Regions from separate parts of the Pan troglodytes genome. Here region 1 is linked to region 2. A link is a contact called in public Hi-C data. All regions are on one chromosome and are shown on one strand. The core of a region is the stretch at or near the end of the contact, and the rest is flanking DNA. Distances in the headings are between cores, read along the strand shown.

Region 1 (3,988 bases), core at 44-2,543, 130 kb after region 2:
TTTATCGTTAGCCAACCAAAGCTGCCAGAGTACCTTTTAAAACTATTTTGAGAAGTAGTGGTAACTTTTCCAAACACTCTGATTCAGAAGAGGTTTTGTTTAAATTTTTTTATAAAAATTGTGCTGTTTCCATGGAAAATCCCACTGGACTATTTTCAATTGATCAGGCTAGAAGGGGTGTTTTTGGGTTTTTTTGTTTGTTTTTTTGAGACAGAGTCTCACTCTGTCACCCAGGCTGGAGTGCAGTGGCAGTGATCTCGGCTCACTGCAACCTCCACCTCCTGGGTTCAAGAGATTCTCCTGCCTCAGCCTCCTGAGTAGCTGGGACTACAGGCACCTGCCACTATGCCCACCTAATTTTTGTATTTTTTTGTAGAGATGGAGTTTCACCATGTTGGCCAGGCTGGTCTCAAACTTCTGACCTCAAGTGATACACCCATCTCAGCCTCCCAACATGCTGGGATTACAGGCATGAGCCACTGCGCCCAGCCAAGAAGGGGTGATCTTAACCCCAGGTCTCACTCCTTAAAATATCATTTAAACATTGTTCTGTATTTCTGTCATTCATTCTAGCGGTTTGGGGTATGAGATGAATCCCTGAAGTAGCATGCCAAGGAAACCCATCGTAATAGAGTTAGGATCTGTGAACAAGATTCAGGTCTAAAAAAGCAGGATTGGGAGGGAGAATGTAAAATTCAAGTTGCTTAAAAAGTTCCCATGGGTTACCAAGAGCCTTTCTCTTCAGAAGGGCAGAGGCACTGTGTTGAGGAGAGGCTCGTGCAGCCCCTGTGGGCATATTTTGGCTGGCAAATCTAAATCCGAATACCCTGGTTTCAGGAACTTGCTCTGGGCCTAGGTCTCTGTGAAATTAGGTCTATTGTTTACAGTTTCCTTTTCCAGCTCATGATCTTGCTGTCTTACTCCTCAGCCCCTAGATTTGCCTGGAATCCTTCAGAAGGTAACAGACCATTATTACCTCAGTGACCACTGAAAGACAAGGCACTATTTCTTACTCGGTAGCTTTAGTCAGCAAACTCAACCATCTGATCCTCAGTTTCTTCTCATCAGATTTTAACATCCATCTGCTTTTTCTGCTCACTTCAGACCTAGCAGGGAGTAAGTTTACGAAAGAAAATATTGCTTAACTATACTTGGTTTTCAAATCTAGAGGTTTCACAAAACTGTGTCACCTGTGTGGGTGGTTTGGTTTGGTTGGAGGTAAACGAGGTAAAACTAGCACTGAGAGAAAAGTGGGTACGTGGATAGTCACACAACAAAATACTGTTCAGTCTTCCCCCTGCTGGCTTTGAGGCAACACAACACAGACACCCTCTGGTGGCCTACCACCAGCCTTCGCCTACTAGAGCTCCATTAAAGCAAATTTGCCCTAACACAAAGACTCTCTCTCCAAATCAAAAAGTACAAATGCATTCTCTATATACTATTTAATATCAAGTTTTAATTTCAGATCAAAACTAAAACAGTTTCCTTTTCTTTCATGTCTACAGATCAAACTCCTACTCCAACTAGATTCCTGAAGAACTGTGAGGAGGTGGGACTCTTCAATGAACTAGCTAGCTCCTTTGAACATGAATTCAAGAAAGCTGCAGATGAGGATGAGAAAAAGGCAAGAAGCAGGACTGTTGCCAAAAAACTGGTGGTATTCAGACCTAGGCTATTTTTATTGTGCTTTGGGATAATTTTCTTAATTGGTTAAAACACAAAATCATGGGCTTAGTAGAGTAAAACCAGTAAAACCAGATAGTAGTCACTAATCCCAGTCAGCCATTCAGGTCTTTAGGAGTTCCAGATGATGGATCAGCACAAGTCTGTCGTCACCGAAAATTAGTCCTCTTGTTCTTCCAGGGGAGTATTAGTTTAATAATCTGTTTTTAAAAAAATATTTATATTATAAATATGTTGAAGATGTTAAAAGGTGATAAATTACTCAGATTTTGTTGGATAACATATTTGTTGCCAAATTCCACTCTTTTCTGAGCTGATCAGACTTCTCAGCTACACTGTTTTTTTTGAATCAGCAAGTCAATAAACATTTATCAAATTTCCACTCTTCTTTGTTTCAATATATGTGGTTTTTGCCTTTAAGTAGCTTTCTACTATTATTCAAAGCATTAAAGATAAAGAAGGATGTTCCTACTGTCTTTCAAAGGAGATCAACCAGGACAGTGAAAGAACTATAAACTATGTCACTTCGGGAACTTTTAAAGAAATCAAGTGGCCAAGCACATTGGCTCATGCTTGTAATCCCAGCACTTTGGGAGGCCAGGGTGGGAGGATTACAGGAGTTCAAGACCAGCCTTGGCAATAGCAGGACCTCCATGTTTACCAAAACAGTTTTAAAGATTGATCAGGCATGGTGGTGCATGCCTGTAGTCCTAGCTACTCGGGAGGCTGAAGCAGGAAGATTGCTTGAACCCAGGAGTTCAAGGCTGCAGTGAGCTATGATTGCACCACTGTGCTCCAGCCTGAGTGACAGAGTGAGACCCTATCTCTCTCTTTTTTTGTTGTTTGAGACAAGAGTCTTGCTCTGTTGCCCAGGCTGGAGTGCAGTGGCACGATCTCAGCTCACTGCAAGCTCCGCCTCCCAGGTTCACGCCATTTTCCTGCCTCAGCCTTCCGAGTAGCTGGAACTACAGGCGCCCACCACCACACCTGGCTAATTTTTTTTTTATGTTTAGTAGAGACGGGGTTTCACCGTGTTAGCCAGGATGGTCTCGATCTCCTGACCTCGTGATCTGCTCGCCTCGGCCTCCCAAAGGGCTGGGATTACAGGCGTAAACCACCACCCCTGGCCCGGAGACCGTATCTCTTAAAAAAAAAAAAAAAAGGCAAGGCGCAGTGGCTCACACCCGTAATCCCAGCACTTTGGGAGGCCAAGGCAAGCAGATCACAAGACCAGCCTGACCAACATGGTGAAACCCCATCTCTACTAAAAATACAAAACTTAGCCAGGCGTGGTGGCGCACGCCTGTAATCCCAGCTACTCAGGAGGCTGAGACAGGAGAATCACTTGAACCCGGGAGGCAGAGGTTGCAGTGAGCCAAGATCATGCCACTGCATTCCAGCCTGGGCGACAGAGTAAGACTTTGTCTCAAAAACAAGAAAGAAATTGAGGAAATTTTGGTTGGAAAAGAGATCTAGTGTGAACAAATTGCGATCTTCAAGAGTATTCATTAAAAGAGGGATTACATTTATTCCTTGTGGTCCAAAGGTAGAAGTAGGACCACTGGGTGGAAGCTGTCACAAAATATGTTCAATTATATGTAGACCACTTAGTAGAGATATTGCAGAGGGGATTAAAATGCTGGAATCCCTTCTAATCCTGAGGCGCTATGATTCTCTGATTTTAGCCTTTATATAGTTCAGATCCCTAGATAATCCCTTAGTTTGGAAGACGAGAGGAAATACTTGAAGAAGCAGAGTCAAAGGAAGATAGTTCCCATGGAATAAGGGGCTTGGGGGAAAAAGAAAAATGCAAAGATCAAATTTTACTTTAGAATTAGAATTCTAGGTTATTGGTCACTATTTTTAAAATCAAGTCTGTGTTCCTGATTTTCTGGAATCTTAAAAGATTCCAACATCTCTATCCCAAAACATATATATAAACACATTAACCTCACAATTGCATGGTATAGTGAGGCATGGGATCCTATCAGAATATAGAATAGCTGGAACCGCTTCTGTTTTTCCCTATATTTAAGAAAAAATTTCCATGGGAGCTCTTTCCTTCTAAGAGGGCATACATAGCAGGTAAATCAAGATAGTTATACATGACTTTTCCATCCAGTTTAAGTGGTAAGAAAGCAAGATAGTGTCTTTATCACTGGAGTTATTTCCAAGTTCCATAGATTTCTATGAGTTTCTTTTTATGCTATCTCCCTTAAACTAACAGAAAGAGGGCTGCGCGAGGCATGGTGGTTCACACCTGTAATCCCAGTGCTTAGGGAGGCCACACAGGAGGATTGCT
Region 2 (3,700 bases), core at 594-3,093:
TGCCAACCAGTCAGAATCGGCCACTCACAGTCATTTAAAAAACTGGCCAATCAGTCCAACCTTGTTATATGGTCTGGTAGGAAAAGAAAGGGACTGATTGGAAAAGATAGTTCTGTCTCCACACCCTTTCCTTCCTGGACCCCGGTTTTCCCTTTGTGAAGTGAAAGAAGGACCCTTCCCCAAGCCTATAGTTAAGAAGATCCTCCGACCCTCAGCTAAGCTTCTCTTGGATCTTTTGCTGTCTTCAAATTCACCCCTCCCCTTACAAACCTCCTTTTTGTAGCCTCACTGCTCCCTTGCGGATTTGATTTCTTGCTTCAAGCCTCGTAGTAATAGTCCCAGGATTCTCAGCCTCCCCTCAGATCTCCACTCACCAGCAAGTAAAATAACTTGTTTTGTATGACTTATGCAGGTGAAAACGTTTTTAAAGTGTAGTTGAGTCTCTTTCAGGAGATACTATCTCAAGGACCTTGCAATAAACAGTTCATATAGGTAGCAGTGCAGAATTGAGTTGCAATGCCCTTAACTATAGAAGCAGTGATGATGGTGGTGATGGTGGTGGTGGTGGTGGTGACGATGATGATTTTGATGCTAGCAATTACTGAACTCTTACTGGGTACCAAGTACCTTGCTAAAAGCTTCATATGTATTATCCCAATATTGGCTGTGTGATAAGTACTATTATTCTTCCCAATTTACATAGGAGGAAATAGATTTAGAGGGGGTTAAACAGCTAGCTCAAGATCACACAGCGATTTGGGAACCCAGATTTGTCTGAACGCAGAACCCATTATTCTATGAGGGCAAGGGAGTGTTAAACATCGCAGGCTGTAACAACTTTTGGAAAGAGCCAGCTTTAGCTTCCTCCCAGGCCCCTTCTCTGATCCTCCTCTGGGATTGTTAGCCATATCTGAGTGTCTAAATTGTCGCAACAGCTGCAACAGCCGTTTGGGGGGGGGGGGTGGCTCCTAAGAACTGTGGACTTTCTCTGCCACTGAGGATGTGAAGCTGACAGCTTAAAAGAATTCCGTTTTGGTGGGAATGGAGATATCTGGAGACCTCAGGGGATAAACTTGTGTCTTTGCTAGCCTGTCTTTCTCCTAACAGCATCTCCACAGTGCCTGGCACCACTTGGTACTTGATAAATACCTGTTGATTGATTCCCAAAGATCCCAGTTCCATTTCCCACGTACCTGCCCGCTCGGGGCGCAATCAACAACTAAAACTGGAGATTTGGGGATTTCAGAGGAACCTGTGAGAATCCTGATGGAGCTGGAAACGCGAATTTAGGAAAGACAGGCAGTCTACCACCCTCCTCTTCTCGCCCGCTTCTCCTATTTCTCCCCACTCCTTCCCCTCCCTTTCAGGAGCTCAGGGCCATAAAAATGCAGATGGAGGATCGGTGTGAAATAACGGGCCCATATAAATCCCTCTGCCGCCCGCCTGCAAGATGGATTGGCCGCATTGAAATTCCTCCGCGAGGATAATTAAACTCGGGGCCTCATCCGGGCAAAATTACATTCCTGTAATGGCGTCGCTCGGGGTCCCGGGAAATTGCTCCGTGGGCTTTCAGCGGCGGTTTTTATCGCCGGCCGGGGTGTGCCTGTCTGCGGCTCGCCTCTCCTCCGGGACCGTAAAGCTGCTGCCGTGATTTATCCTCCCCTTCTCCCAAATCCGATTAAATGGAGGAGCTCGGGGCCGGGGCGCCGCGGGGCCCGGGAGCCGGGAGGGGGCGGCGGGAAGGACGGGGCCAAGGAGGGGAGGACAAACGGCCCCTCAGAGGGTGGCGGATTTGCCTTTATTTACAGCCGCGGCTTTCTTTTTATTTTTTATTTTTTATGGGGTTTGGTGAGCTTTTCCCGTCTTTCTCGTGCTGCGTTCAAGCACGATGCAGGGACGGCAGGGGTTTGGAACTGGATAGGCCTTGTCGCCCTGTTCCAAAGGGCAGGGCAGGTCCTGTCTGGGAGACAAGGAGGCCTAGGAAAGATGAGGGCCAGGAAGCCTCCCCCACCTCCTTCCATCAGGGGAAGGGCGAGCGAAAGGGGAGAGAAAACCCACGTTCAGGAGAGCATGGGGGCGGGAGGGGAGGGCGCTGCTTATCCCAACTCGCGTAGTTGAAACCTGAGCAGAGGCTCGGGCAAGCCTGGAGTGACCTCGCAACCTTACAGCGGGTCGCAGGTGCCCGTTATTCCTAGACTGTCCCAGGAGCCAGGAAAGAGGGATTCGGATCATATTTAACCCTATCTTCTGGCTCGCTGATGCTGCTTCTCTCATGGTTTATCACCGGAATGGAAAGGAGGAAACGGGGAGTGGGGGAAAGGGCGAAGCCACCAGAAGCAGCTGCGGCATTTTGCTGACTATTCGCCCATGGAGCCGGTTTGCCATCCAGTGATGCCAGAGTCCCGGCGCGACAGAAAGCAGGACTCCCAAGATCTTCCTCCTGCTGCATTTTAGGCACTGAACCCCAATCCCGACCGTATGTTAACACTGAATTCTGAGTAGGAGTTTTGTTTTGGCAGTGTGACGACTGCGCATGCTCGGAAAGGGGACGCAAGTCCGAGATCCCTAACGCGGTACAGACCAAACCGCAGGCCACGTTACGGATCGGCTTACTCCGCGGAGTTGGCCTCATTTCTGCACAGTCGGCGCTCCCTGTAGTTTCTCCTCTCGAACGCCAGGTGGAGCAACCGGCCGGATACCGCCACAGCCCTGGCAGGCGGCGCTGTGATGCCTGAGCTGATCCTGTATGTTGCAATCACTCTATCCGTGGCTGAGCGACTCGTTGGCCCGGGTCACGCATGCGCTGAGCCTTCCTTTCGCTCTTCCCGCTGCTCCGCCCCTCTCTGTCTTCTCTGCAGTGGGAGCAGGTAAGGCCTTGGGACCTAGAGCCCTCTGTGCGCCGCGCACGCGCGCGGGACACCTCACCTTGCGCGGATGCCTTGAGGCGCTTACCTTGCGTGCTCCCACCCTGGTCCTCTCGCCCTTTCTTGCTCCCGCTATCCCTTAGCCTTAGAGCTGGCTCTTCCGCGTGCCGGTGACCTCCAACCGCGCGGGCCTGGCGCCATCTTGGATGTCTCGTAGGGGGAGGATACCTTGGAGCTGGCCAAAGTTAGATCCTGGAGTGCTGCTTTTCACCTGTTCCACCTAGTCCTTGCAGACACGCTTTTCTCGCCCTCTGGCCCTTTCAGATTGTGACAACCCCCAGGCTCTCCCCTCCTATCTCTGCTTTCTCTTCTCATCCTGACTTGTGCCTTCTTTATTCTGAAATCTCCAGACTTTAGGCCCCAGGACCTCAGGTGCTCCGAGCAATGGAGATAGTGGATCGTCTAAAGTCACCAATCCCTCTAGTCAGCACCCCTCAATTTAAAAAGTAAACCTTGAACATGGTAGAAGTGGGAAAAAAAAGCCAAAACATCGCCTCCCGTTAGGTTGTGGCTTGGGATAGCTAAGGCAGAAGAGAGAGGCTGGTTGCTTTGGAATCACTAGTTATTTACCAGTACCTTTCTCGCATCCCGGCACGCTGGTGAAGTTGGAAAAGTCACAAATGGTGGGCTAGAGATGAGGGTTTCTGTTGAGGCAGCAGGCCCAGAAAGGTGGGGTAAGGCCAAGCTAGTGGGGCCAGCATGAGACCCTGCCTGCCAGCTTTCCTGTGAAGGATTAATTAACCTCCCCAGATTCTGCTGTTACAAGGAAAAGAAGG

The links. Hi-C and Micro-C count contacts between places; a contact is called where the count stands out from the background.
Region 1: a Hi-C map of induced pluripotent stem cells shows a contact between it and region 2, with 1.9 times the contacts expected there. The contact joins the enhancer-like site here to the promoter of ATP5MC2 in region 2. A contact is called at or near these places in 5 of 7 Hi-C or Micro-C datasets (blood, induced pluripotent stem cells, a lymphoblastoid cell line and 1 more), 1 of 1 datasets of contacts at active chromatin or transcription factors (stem cell-derived excitatory neurons) and 1 of 1 other capture datasets (stem cell-derived neural stem cells).

Annotation. Positions count from the first base shown.
Region 1 is chr10:42,317,033-42,321,020 of NHGRI_mPanTro3-v2.0_pri, forward strand. It overlaps ATF7 (activating transcription factor 7), which reads left to right. Exons shown (of 12, transcript NM_001419937.1): 4 at 1,509-1,627. LOC107967506 (a long non-coding RNA gene) reads right to left here. Exons shown (of 4, transcript XR_001707969.2): 4 at 1,656-1,886. Among named protein-coding and RNA genes, the nearest start is that of NPFF, 36 kb to the right of the region's middle. Within about 2 kb of position 1,294, at least 8 of the 24 cell types and tissues checked have an H3K27ac peak or open chromatin away from gene starts, as enhancers often do. A contact at or near this core is called in induced pluripotent stem cells, where this site is marked.
Region 2 is chr10:42,183,952-42,187,651 of NHGRI_mPanTro3-v2.0_pri, forward strand. ATP5MC2 (ATP synthase membrane subunit c locus 2) reads left to right here and starts at 1,844. Exons shown (of 5, transcript XM_509102.9): 1 at 1,844-2,867. The coding sequence starts at 2,728.